Regions from separate parts of the Mus musculus genome. Here region 2 is linked to region 1. Evidence: chromatin contacts called from public Hi-C data. All regions are on one chromosome and are shown on one strand. Each heading gives the region's core, a stretch centred on a gene start, on an enhancer-like site or on the middle of the called end of the contact. The rest is flanking DNA. Distances are from core to core; before and after follow the strand shown. Region 1 holds the start of Syt1 (synaptotagmin I). Region 2 has its middle 65 kb from the start of Syt1.

Region 1 (6,888 bases), core at 2,952-5,451:
TAGAAATTAGCACCTTCTTTGAACAGTGTTTCTTAATGTTTGCAAAATCCCTAGACGTATGTGTTTTGCCCATACATTATATACACATGAGAAATAAGCAACACAAGCCTCTCCAAGGCTTGGAGAAATTCTTGCATATCTTTCAAGGCCACACAGCCAATTAGTTCTAAGGTTGGGATTCTACAAAATTCTCAGGCCAGAAAACAAATGCCTAATCAATCCCCTGTCTTAAAAAGAAAAACTCTAGGAAAATGATGAGCTATATCTTAAGAAGCAATGGCAGAAAACGAAGTGAAAGGAAATATATGTTTGAAGAGTTGGTTACTTTTAATTTTTCACAACTCTGAGTAATGCTATTTTTACCAAATTACTGGCTTAACAATTAAGGATGTAAGGTTTAAATCCATGTGAGAGTTCTGATGAACTAGAAATGTCTGTACTATCCACCCAATGTATGTATATTCCACCAAAATGTTAATTTATTTATATCTCTCTTATGCAAATATTTTCTGAGGTCCACAGAAATCCTTGTCTGAGTTTGTGCCTAATGAATTTCTAGTTTCCAAATTCCCTCATTCCCTCTCTTCCCATGAGACACACCTCTGTACTCTGTGAATCGGTCCAGTTTAGTTTCTATTCTGATCTTGTAAGCTAAAAAATGGCAAAGAAATCATTAAAACAGGAAATAGAAAAGTTCAATGATAAAGGAATAGGAAATTTTGACATTGAGACATGGGTTGTGTAAAAAGATTTTTTTTTTAGTTAATAAAAGTAGGGCTTTGTTTATGCATAGAAGCAAAACATTCAAAGGAGAACACAGGTCTGAAAATAACAAGTGATTAAGGAACGAATCAATACCATATACTCAGGAAAGGAGTTGGGTTGATGGTAAAAGAGATAGGAATCCTAAGTAGGAAAGTAGCTATAAGCAGGCTAGTAAAAGTGAAAAAGAACGAGTCAAATTTATTGAACTTTCTTTTTAACAAACAACGGTGTGATGTGAAGATGAGAATTCATACATAGTGTCTTCAATAAGAATATATCTTGGGACTAAGAAGATGCTCAGTCAAGTTCTTACAAGTGTGAGGAGCTGAGTTCAGTCCTTAGCTCCCATGTAATAGCCAAGTGTAATGCTACATGCACTTGTAATTTTAGCACTGGGAAGAGAGAGGCAGAAGGTCTGTGAGGCTCAGTGGCCAGCCAGTAGAACTTAATTGCTGAGTTTCAATTTGTGGTGATTTGAATATGCTTGGCCCATGGGAAGTGGCACTATGAGGAGGTGTGGCCTTGTTGGAATAGGTATGGCCTTGTTGGAAGAAGTGTGTCACTGCATAGGTGGGCTTTGAGGGCTCCTAGTTCTCAAGGTCTACCCAGTGTGGAAGAATCAGTCTCCTGCTGGTTGCCTTCAGATCAAAATGTATTTCTGCCTACACGGTGCCATGCTCCGGATAATGGACTGAGCCTTTGAAACTGTAGCCCAGCCCCAATTAGATGTTTTCCTTTATGAGAGCTGCCTTGATCATGATGTTTCTTCACAACAATGAAACTCCAACTAAGACAGAACTCAAAGAGACTCTGTCAAAGAAGGCAGGTGGCATTCCCAAAGACAATAAGTTTTCCTGAAGATAATAACCCGGTCATCCCTTGGCCTCCATAAGCATATGTTCTTTCACAGACAGACAGGCACACACACACACTTATAAAAACATGATGTTGATACTGTACCAACCAAATAGGACCAGGCAAGGTCTTGAATGAATTCCCAAATGGCTGACAACAATATGAAAATATAAAGGAGAATCAAAAACTTTGGTCCCAAAACAAAACAAACAAACAAACAAACAAAAAACCCAAAAATAAAACAAAACAAAACAACAAAAAATCTTACTTTGTATCCAGTCAGTATATATAAATAATCTTCTTAATATTGATAAGTAAAAATGCTACTAATTCTAAAATTAAGTACAGTGAAATATGCCCAAAGCCTATTTCTTATTATAGGCAGCTGTCCTCTTCAAGAAACACTGAGGGGTGGGGTGGGGGAGTTCTGACATATCCATGTCCCCTAGAATACTTTCCACTGAAGGACACTGTGGGTAGCCTATGATGTGGACAGAAAAAACGAAATTGCCTAAAATGATGATAGACCCAGGGTTTGGAACAGAAATTCAAAAATTCTATATTCCCATTCCATTCATTAACGTGTTCTTCTTTTTTCTACATGTTGCTGTTGGTAACTGGGAAAAATATGTAGCTTTTAAACTAGGAAAAAAACTAAATAGAGAGCAATGTATATTTTTAAAATAAAAATTTCCATTAGGTGGATATTATAATGCTTCTCTCATGCACTCATCTTCATTGGAGAATAAAGACAAATACTCAGTTTTTCTACCTGCTTTTACTCTGACCCACTCCACTCCCCCTTCTCTTCAGGCCTCTCCCCTCCTTGGCCAAACATTTCAAATCAACTTACAATGTCTGTTATCTCCTCTTCTCACCTATGAAACTATTTTCAAATAAGGTTTAGGGGCTTTTTTTGGAAAACCGAAGGTGCATATTACATAAAGTTACAAGTTGAAGGTGTATTATTTTCTTAGTTTACCTCTGATTCTAAATTCTTGATAATGCAAACAAAGCCCAAAACAAAAGGGTTCATGTCCCAGAAGGATACATTTATGTGAAAGTGGCCACCTTTGGGCATATATTCTGAATCTTAATCTTAAACATTATATAAATAGAAGAGATTTAATTACAAACCTGAAGAAATGTGTTACTGTTAATTGAATTCTCTCTACAGTTACCTTTGCACACCAGTGTTAATGAAACTCCAGTTCAAAGTGGATGAGTTTGGGGAATTGCGATCGCTATTTATTTCCTTACCTGAGATGCCAGGATCATCCTGTCAGGAAAATAAAGAGCCCAATTAGGGGAGTGCTCATTTGTGGCTATTGATCAACTTTACAAAAACTGCTAAGATTTCCAAGCAAAACAAGAGGTTCTGAGGGCACTGAGCAAGGTCAAGCGAGTGGGAAAGAAAAAAAAAAATCTCTGTTAGTGACAAGAAAGCATTTCACCTGTGGAGTAAAAGGCTCCTGCCCTTGGGAGCTAGACTCCACCCCAGGGCCAGCCAGCCTGCCCTCCCGTCCAAGCCTCTCAGCCTCCCTGTTTGGCATCTCTCGGTATTACCAAGCTATAAATTGCCCAGGAGCTTAGAGACAATCAGGTCACGGCTGCTCTCACGAGGGAAAAGCTTCTTACTTCCGAGCAGAAGGGTTCAGCTAGGAAGAGGAGGGAGAAAGCCCTTTAGTCCCCCACCGTGCGGGCGGGCAAGGGGTGAAGAGAGACGGAGACAGGGGGGGGGGGGGCGAGCACAAGCCCAAGAAGGTGGAAAAAGCGTGCCTAGCAAGGTCGCACTTGACCCAAGTCTCCAAACTTATTGGTCGCTGCATGGAAACTCCCTGGGCGCTCGCTCCATTGCCTAGCAGCTGCAGCTGGGTGGAGCCTCGCTCCTCCGCCCCACCTATGGATGGACCTTGCATACAGCTCTGGTCCACCACACCCTTCCTGGGCGGTCTCTAGACATCTAGCTGCCCTGACATTATCGGAGCCTGGCTTCCCACTCGAGTTCAGACGGAATGATGTGACTGGTCTCCCAAAGCAAGAAGGACCACCTCTATCTCAGTAGTCCTGCTTCCCCACAACTCCGCGGTGTCAAATGGCCAAAGACAAACTTCTGCCTCTCTCGCGTCCCAGCTCCCACCTTTTCAACCTAGAACTCACACATATCGAAACTCCTAGGATGCTGTGTAGATCTGGGCATGCTCAGTATCAAGGCAGGTTTTGATTGAAAGTTAAAAAAAAGCTTTGTATTAGGCTTGCTTCTTATCCAGTGCTTATGGCTTACTGAACAGGTTGAGGGCATTCCCGAGTCTACCCACCGGGTCTAGAAAATTATCTTTTAGTGTTTTCTCTTTGGGATCTGGTCTCCTCTTAGTTCACCCCACCCCCGCCACTCTCCTAAACCCCTCTCCTCAGGTCCCTGTCCGCTGTGGGGATGGAGAGACTCTAACAGTACTGGGCTGGGCTCCGTTGCCTGAGAGGAGCCACCTATTATCAGTGCTCTCTGATTGGCTCTTCTGAGCAGCGTACCTTGGTTGGAACCAATCAAGAGCCGGGGCCGGGAGATGATGGGCGGCCGCCTCCTCACTGGAGGGATTCCTGGAGAAGCTGCAGTGTGGGGATGCTCTGACCGAGTTCAGCCCCCAGTGTCTTTCCTCCTCCTCCTCCTGCAGCGACAGCATCCGCAGTTAGCAGTGGGCAACTTGAGGCTGTAACCGGGGCAAGCCCCCAGGGTCCTGCTCACCCAACAGGGGGCTCAGGTCCCCGAAGGGGTGTGTGCAGGGCGGGGGCGGCCAGCTGGGACCAGCTGGTGGCCCTAGAAAACCTCACCCACACCCACACCCACACACCCCTTTTGTGTTGCAGGCTGCCCCTCTGAGAGCGGAGGCAGCGAGAGAGTACTCGTGTGCCTCGCACCGGTCCGCGGTGAGAGCAGCGGGGACCAAGACTCGCACCATCTCCCGGTCGGTCCTCGCTCCAGGTAAGGCAGCCCCACTGGCAGCGCGGCCACCTCGGTGGTACCTTGGTACCTCTGCGCTTCAATCTGTCGAAGAGACGTAGGTACACTTGATTTGTGGCGATGGGAGACCTAGGGAGGGATCCCCCCGTAAGCCTATTGTGAGAAATGCAAGACCACAAGTGCATCTCCGGGGAAAGCACTTTGCACAGGGCTGGTGATTCAGAACCAGGAGTTGATGTTGGGCATCCCCCATCTTCTTGCTTCTTCCATTCTCTCCTCTGTCCTCCACCCCCCAGCCCCCTCTCTCCTCCCCCTCCTCCTATTCTAAGCCAGTACAGCCCCCCACCCCCAACGGGGGGTGGAGGATTGTCTTTCTTACAGGGAAGAAGGGCAGTGAAGAAGAGAAAAAAGATTTCTTTCTGTTGGAGGGAGGATAGATTGCAACCCCGTGTGAAAATATGAGTCCAGGAAGGGATGAAACCACACAGGGAATTAAACTGAATGAGAGTAGACAAGGAGACCAGCTTCTGCTCTCAGAAAGGAAGTGTCAAATTTGAATCCATCTCCTCCTTGCAAGAGGCTACAAATGGAACAAAAATAACCCAACACTCCAACCCACTTTCAACTGCTTAATTGCTGCTGCTCTCCTGTGCCTGCTATCAGAATCTTCTTGTTTGCATCTGTCCTGTGGGGCTGACAGTTTGGGATAGCACCTCAGGGTCACTGTCTGAACTTTGAGGGCTTGTTGAGTTTGTAAAAATTAAAACTAGATCATCACCCTCCCGAGATTTACCCAGGTAGCCTTTATAGTGGGAGGGTAATAACATGGGAAGTTTCAAAACCTTTCCAAGTGACACCAGAATTATCAGGAGACTTGACTTTTACTTTGATCTTGCTAATCTGGTTAGCCTCTGTGGACTGTGGACGTGTTGATGTCCACTTCCCTAACCTTAACCCTTTGGTGAAACACAGGAAGTTTAACTTTTGTGTTAAAACTGCTTTTGTGCATGAGATTTCATTTTTTTTTATCTTTTTAAAGGCTGCCTCCACATGTCACTGTCTAGATACTAAATTCAAGTCTCAACACACTCTTTTAATATGAAAACACTAAATAGATATAAAATTGATGTTTCTTCAGTTTTCGTGTTCCCTTCAGGAGGTAGATGTAGGTTCAGTTGACAGGATCCTCTTGGACTAGAGGAAAGTTTAGAAAGTAATGGGAGGAAGATAGTCTCACATTTGAAAGATCTTAAGGGGGAAACATTTCTCTTCTCACATCATGTTAAAAAAGAGAGCCATTGAAACAACTTCCATAACTGTCAGAGAAACAGGTCAAGCACATCGCACTTGTTAGACAGAGTCTTGACAATAGCTTCTGCAATCTCTAATTCCATCATCTCTGATCTAAGCTTTGTTTTCCTATTATTCCTCGGAGACTGATAAGCGATTACCATCAGCTGGGGGGGGGGGGGAGGCGGTAGCGAAGGGAAATATCCAGTTCTATGTAACAGGAGGGCAATGCAACCGGGTTCTGCAGGAGCAAAGCGAAAGCAGGAGATGCTGGTTCCAAGATAAATCTTTCTGATGTATCAGGAGAGACGCCAAGTCGTAGGTTTTTTTTTTCTAAATGCCCATTTGAGATAAGAAGAGGGGGTCTTCCCTTTTTAAGTCTCTCTCAACTCCCACACCAGCCTGGGTACCGCAGGTAGGTCTTTTCAATCACACACCTTTAACTTGTAAGTTTCTACACAAACTTAGGAAAGAACCGACTTCATGTGGCATCAGTGATATTGACTTGTATATTGATAAATATTAATATTGTACATTGTTTTCAAAACCGTTTTCTATTCTTGATCTCACCTACCTTAGCAGACTTCATGCACCTAAGCAAGTGAGCGTGCGCGCGCACACGCGCGCGCGCACACACACACACACACACACACACACACGCACACTCCCCACACCACACACATACACCATATGTATACACTCATACCACTCGTGTAGAGGCACACAGGAGATTTTTCTAAAGCTAGACCTCTAAATGACTTGAAAATGTAGTGTCTCTGCTGAGATCTATGACTTCAGAGGGAACACTTTTTGGGTACAAGGACAAAAGAATAATCACTTAATTACTTCATGTGTGTGTACAGCTGAGTTCACAAGTTTAGACATGAAAAGACATAAAGGAAAGAAGTAGCTTCCCGTGGGGACAAAATAAGATTCTGTTTGCGTGTTTTTGCACTGTACCGGGGAGATGTGAAAACGTGGGCTTGGATTTGTTTGCATGACTCTGTGTAAAATATTAA
Region 2 (6,572 bases), core at 3,261-5,760, 64 kb before region 1:
TCCCCAGTCACTGTTTGAGGCCATGTAGAAAGGTTTTAGTATTTCAATCAGTACAGTCAGATGGGCCTGCTCTCATGCCCCACGGGAGGGTATAAAGCCAAGGTGGTTTAGATTACCCCAAGCCTTCCCAGGATAACTTTCTACAGTAAGCAGTCATTAGTTAATTGAGTTGAACCTAAACACAAAAGGGAATCAGGAACTGTGAAAGCTTTAAGTATTCTAATCATTTTAGGCTCCGAAGACCCTTCCCAGAAGTGACAGCTCAGCCAGGTCTGTGCCATGACCTGTGGTTCAGGCCTACTGGTCATCTCACAAGCTGCCTTCTCCTTTGTGCTATAGAAAGGCTTACATGCTAAGAGGGAGCCATGACTGTATACCAGCACAGATGGTGTGTGAGGCACTTTCCGTTGCTGTGACAAAATGCCCTAAGGAAATAAACTGGAAGGGGAAAAGCCTTGTTTTTGACTGATGATATCAGAGGTCCCAGGTCATGGCCAGCTAACTCCATTGACCCTTAAGAAAGGCTTATGGCAACAGGATAACAGGACAGAGGGAAGCTGCTCACATCATGGCAAACAGGAAGTTGGGAGGTGGAGGTAAATTGAAGGGGGCGGGGAGGCTAGTGACTAGGGACAAGGTATACTCTATAAGTTCCCACTGATCTGTTCCCTCGCACGAGCCCCCCCTCCCCACCTCTTAATAGGACTCTCAGATATGAACTTAAGAGTGGACTAGTGCACTGATGAGTTATAACCTCTGACCCAGCTCCTTCTTAGCCACCAGTTAGAGGTTAAGCCTTCAGCATTTTATATTCAAACTATATCACTACATCAGAATCGCTGTTTCTTTCTTTTCTTTTTTCTTATTTCTTTTATTGGATATTTTCTTTATTTACTTTTCAAATGTCATCCCCTCTCCAAGTCTCCCCTCCAGAAACCCCCTATCTCATCCCCCTTCCCCGTGTCTTTATGAAGGTGCTTCCACCCACCCACCCACCCACTCCCATCATCCCGCCCTGGCATTCCCCTATACTGGGACATCAAACACCCTCAGGCCCAAGGATCACACCTCCCACTAATTTCCAACAAAGTCATCCTCTGCCACATATGAGGCTAGCACCACGGGTCACTCCATGTGTACTCTTTGGTTGGTGGTTTAGTCCCTGGGAGCTCTGGGGAGTCTGGCCAATTGACACTGTTGACCCCTCCCCTCACGGGGTTGCAAACCCTCTCAGCTCCTTAAGTCCCTTCTCCAACTCCTCCATCTGGGACCCGTTGCTCAGTCCAACAGTTGGTTGTAAGCCTCTGCCTCTGTATTCATCAGGCTCTGGCAGAGCCTCCCAGGAGACAGCCATATCAGGCTCCTGTCAGCAAGCACTTTCTGGCGTGTACAATAGCATGTCCAGGTTTCTTATACACTATCTAGGATATTTTGTGATGGAAACGTAATTACTGTGTGAATTTATTGGAGTAAAAAAAGAGTAAAGACGTATTGGAAAAAAAATCCAAATATATGGATACTTCAAAATGTCTAAGGAAATTATCTATTCAAAGTGATGATATACAGTTCTAGTTGGCCTGAGATAGAAGGACTGTGAGCTTGAGACCAGCCTGGGCTAGGTGACAAGACCCCGTGTCAGTAACTAAGGATGAAACGGTGTTTGTGCAGACACTACCTTATCATCCTCTGAGTAATATTTTAGTGTGTTTCATGTTCCAAGTGGATGCTTCACAAGTGTGCTGCATGGCTGGCGAGAAAATAGCTCCATTCCAAGTATGAACTCTTATTACCGCTACTGCATGTATCCATTTCTGAAAATAATTAGGTTGCTTAATATTGTGAAAATGTCTGTTAAAAAATTCATGAATAAAATATTTACCAAGATTGCCATTTGACAATGTGTGAAATGATGAACTCTACTGCCACATTTAGGCGATGAAATTATACTCTTGCCTCTGATGGAAAATATTCCAATTGCACACAGAAGAGTTATTTCGCTATTTCAGCTCTAGTAAGTGCCATCGTCCTTATAGTTCTAGGGAAGCTGACTCAGTTACAGGTCGGGATCTTCATAGGAAAGACCTGGGTTTACCTATGCTATTGAAAGCCTTTACTACATTGTGGCAAGTTCACAGAAGCATGGGTGTGATAGATGTTAGAGACACTTGTGTAGTTTTGCTAGAGTGTATGTGTGTACTTGGTACCATACACAGTTAGCCATGGATTATGGGTTCATGAGGACAAGAATTTCTCTTGATGGTCTACTACAAGGTTGCTTTTATGCTCCCCCAAAATCATAAAGTAATAAGTTTTATATATTTCAGACTTATATAATGAAAAAGAAATCTGAATACTTTATTTAGGGTAATGGCTGATACATATTAGACAGTGGCTATGTAACTATGATATCTTCTCTCTCTCTCTGGTTCGCTCTTAACTAAGCAGAGGTAAGTAGCTTGACTTACCTTTGCTGAAATGTCTTAACATTTAATTTTTTTCACCATTTGAAGATTATTTTATTTCTTTGTTTCTTTCTTTTGTTGAAAATAGAGTGTTTTCTCATATAATATATCCTGACTATAGTTTCTCCTCCCTCTCCTCCTACCACCTCCATATCTCCCCTCTAGATATACTCCCTTCTTGTCTCTCATTATATAATATATAATATTTATATTATAATATATAAAATAAATCAAAATAAAATAAAATACAATGAAACAGAAGCCACCATATTAAAGTTGGATAAGGCAACCCAACAGACAGAAAAGATTCCTAAGAGTTGACACAAGAATCAGAGATCATCTGTCTCTCACTCAGTCATCCCATAACAATATTACGATATAAGCTGTAACATATAGGCAGAGAACCTGGATTAGATCCTTGCAGGCTCTGTGCTTGCTGCTTCAGTTTCCCTGAGCTTATATGCATGTCATTTGATGATTTAGAGGCACTTGTTCAACAGCTCTAGTTTCCTCCATCCCTACAGGTTCTTAAACTCTTTGTGGCTCCTCCTCCACAGGGTATTCTGAGCTCTGGGGAGGGGAGTGGGGAATTTGATGACTTCCCTTTTTGACTCATTCTTCCTGCAATCACTGCCTGTGGGTCTCTGAATCTGTTCCTCTCTTCTGCCAGAGAAAGCTTCTTTGATGATTACTGGATATGGGATTGATCTATGAATATAATAGGATGCTAACTGTAATATTTTCTTACATGGCCAAACCTTTTTCCTCCCTAATTTCTTACCCTTAGATTGATCATGTCTTAGAACACTTTTTCCAAAGTGACATGATTAACTATCTCAGGTGTTATATTTGTCCACTCTTACTTGAAAGGAACATAAAGACCATATACATATTCTCTATTGCCTGTTAAAAATCACTTTTGAAGGGATTGAAAGATGGATTAGCAGTTTTGAACATTCCTTTGTCTTCTAGAGTACCTGAGTTCAGTTCTCAGCATCTTTGTTGCATGACTGTTACATCCAACTCCAGATTTGATGCCCTCTTCTGAACTCCTTAGGTACCAGCAAACCCATGAAATTTACTTACACAAATAAGAAACCCAGACAGGCACACACACACACACACACACACACACACACACACACACACATATGATATATAGATAATAGATAGATAGATAGATAGATAGATAGATAGATAGATCGATCGATCGATCGATAGATAGATAGATAGAAACATACATACATACATACATACATACATACATACATACATACATACCAAGTCCCTTTAAATTTAAACACTGAAAGGTAGCTGTAAATTGTTTAACCTTTAACCTCAGAAACTGGGAAACAGGGGAACATCTCTGTGAGTTTAAGGCCAGTATGATCTATATTCCAAGTCCCTAGTAGCTACACAGTGAAAATCAATCTAAAATACCAATTAATTCATAAATTTACAAGAAAAGTTTAAATTACAGTCTCAGTAGATACTATCAGAGCGATTGTAAATGGTATAAAACATCACCGTGATGTGTTGAGTATTTCTTATACTCCGGTCTCTAGTATTAAAAGTAGATTTAACCTTGAATCTGCCCACTCCATTGTCGGTATTGCTAGAGACTGAAACTAGGGTTGTTGTGTATGCAATCTTTTCATCAGCACGAAGCCATGTGCCCATTGCAAAGTAAAACACTTAAGCAGCTCATGCTACTAGAGATTAAGAGAACCTAAGAATCGAGGACAATAACACTAGTGTAAAAGACAATGCTATGATTCTAAAGTGAAAATGAGGTCTCTTCCAATAGGTTTGATTCTCCAACACTCAAATTAAAAGACTGACGCATGAAGAATGGAGCTAACACATGAATCAGCAAGTCTTCCTGGGAAGTTTGGCTCTTCAGGTCAGTAGATCACAGGTGATCTTAGGTGGCAGAGAAGACTAAATATACCCGCTTGTTTCTGTAGTGAAGAATGGCAGCGTGTGATTAAGCGCTCATCCCACCCAGGTCCACACGAGGCTCACCCAGCCATGAGTCACTTGCTCAGATGCACTGATTGCCCTGGGCTGAGCCAAAGCAGTGATTAAACAGCTCAGAGCCTGGAGCTGGAGGGAACCTCTGAACGAATTCTCCTTCATGCTTAAATTGAAGCCGATTCTGGAGGATAGCCAGTGATTGCTAGAGATTTGGGAGGATGGTCTTCTGCAAACCATCCACAGGGATCGTGCCAACAGGCTCTCTACTGAGCAGATGAAGGACAGGCTGGGGAGCCCTTGAGCTAATTTGTTTTTCATATATGGTAAATGTTTTCAAATAAAAATTATCAATTGTACTTTAAAAGCTAACGGTATAAACTGAATTTTCAGTTCACCTTCCTTCCAAATGGTGTGCAAAACATAGTTAAGACACAAACCAGTTTTTTTTACTCTACTCAACATGACTAATATTCCTTTGAAATAAAACATTGCTATTGTCTCTACATGAGAATAGTTAAATCCAATTTTGTCACATAGATAGGCATTGTTGTAATTATCCTGAAACTTCCTTCCTAAATTACTCAAAATAATAGCCTAAAAAATAAATGGCGCAGCAGGTTGCGACGGATGCTAGTTAGCTTTATTAGTTGACCTTTGTGATAATGTTGCCCTCGTTGGTTTAAGTTCTGTGTCTAGGTTGCCAGAGATAACCATGTATTCATGTATACACATAATTTTTATGTCCAGGATATCTGTGTATACTCAGCTCCTCATAGAGAAAGCTTAGCTCTATACAAATTTCAAAATTCACATGAATGTTGAATTGCTCAAGCATGAAGTATACTTATGTGTAAGAAGGATTTTTTTCTAAACCACTACCACTGTGCAAGTTTTTAAAGTAAATACATTTTGGAAGATTATGAGCACAAAATGCACTTGCTTTGTCTTCGTTGTGATTTAAAAAACAAAGAACAAAAAACAAAACTAGATCTCATTATAATTAAATACCCTCCCAAAACGGAGGACAACCTGATCTCATTCTTGCCGTTGTCCAGCCTCAGGACCCTGAATTGCTGGGATTAGAGCTATGTGCTGTCATGTCCAGAAAATAGTGCATTTATGAGCCGAATGACTGGGATTAAGCCAGAATTCTGCAGTCATATAATTAAGAGCAACCCTATCAAGCTAAGTAATGGCAGTATACAGTTTGGCAATGGTAAATGACACCTCATGTGTCAATTTGAGCACTGTTATCAGCTATAACCATTAAAAAAAAGTACTGCTAGTCAAAAGAGCAAAACAACACAAAGAAAACAGTTTGTCTCACACAATATCTCCCTTTATGACACATCTGCTCCTGTGAGAGCCATGGTTTCTGTCTCTAGTTTGGTGGCAGTGGCCTTGCACAATCGTCTCCATGTGGTACCTGTAGAGTACAATGCAGATCTGAGCTTGAACTCAGAAACTCAGTTGCTTCATTGCAAGAAAAGATAAGTTTCTCTGTGCCTTGTGTATGTCTTTTGACAAAGCAGTTCACAGGCAGCAAGGATTGTTTTTAAAACAAAGTAATGTTCTCTGGCTTCAGTTATGCGTCGCCAACCCTCAGATATGCACTAGGTGAGTATGGGCTATAAACCTGAGTTATTTGGTTTTAATTTGTATATTTAAAATAGTTGCATATTCACATTTACCTTATGACAATTAAATATATATGTAGTAAGAATCATAGACGATAAAATAATGTAGAAAACTCTTAAAGGAAAATGTGTTTCTATGTTTAAAGAAAATTAAACATTTCTTACTGCATTCTATGAAGTGATCAAGCAAACATATGCACACATCCAGCGAGCATGCTAACAAATCATGAGCAGATTCTCTTCCCCTTCCCGAAGTCATTTACTACCTATTCATTCCATTTCCATAATATACTGCTGTACTGCAAATCACTCTTAGGAGAAAATCTGTAGGCATTAGATTAGTCACTATTTCTATTCCCTTATGTTGCTTGACAGAAAAGGCAATCTTAATTGGTAGACATGCATTCAAATTTTATTTTTTCTTAAAAACTTTCATATATATAATTATAATTTTTCTGTTCATCACTAGTACAGTATGAGAATAATATTGGTTTGT

The links. A called contact is a pair of places that touch in the nucleus more often than the background predicts.
Region 2: a contact with region 1 is called in a Hi-C map of the N1E-115 cell line, with 6 times the contacts expected there. The contact joins the enhancer-like site here to the promoter of Syt1 in region 1. A contact is called at or near these places in 1 of 39 promoter capture datasets (the SN4741 cell line), 2 of 484 Hi-C or Micro-C datasets (the N1E-115 cell line and nephron progenitors) and 2 of 9 other capture datasets (adipose tissue and pancreatic islet).

Annotation. Positions count from the first base shown.
Region 1 is chr10:109,008,288-109,015,175 of GRCm38.p6, reverse strand. It overlaps Syt1 (synaptotagmin I), which reads left to right and starts at 4,201. Exons shown (of 11, transcript NM_009306.3): 1 at 4,201-4,600.
Region 2 is chr10:109,072,434-109,079,005 of GRCm38.p6, reverse strand. No RefSeq gene overlaps it. Among named protein-coding and RNA genes, the nearest start is that of Syt1, 65 kb to the right of the region's middle. Within about 2 kb of position 4,510, at least 11 of the 459 cell types and tissues checked have an H3K27ac peak or open chromatin away from gene starts, as enhancers often do. A contact at or near this core is called in the N1E-115 cell line, where this site is marked.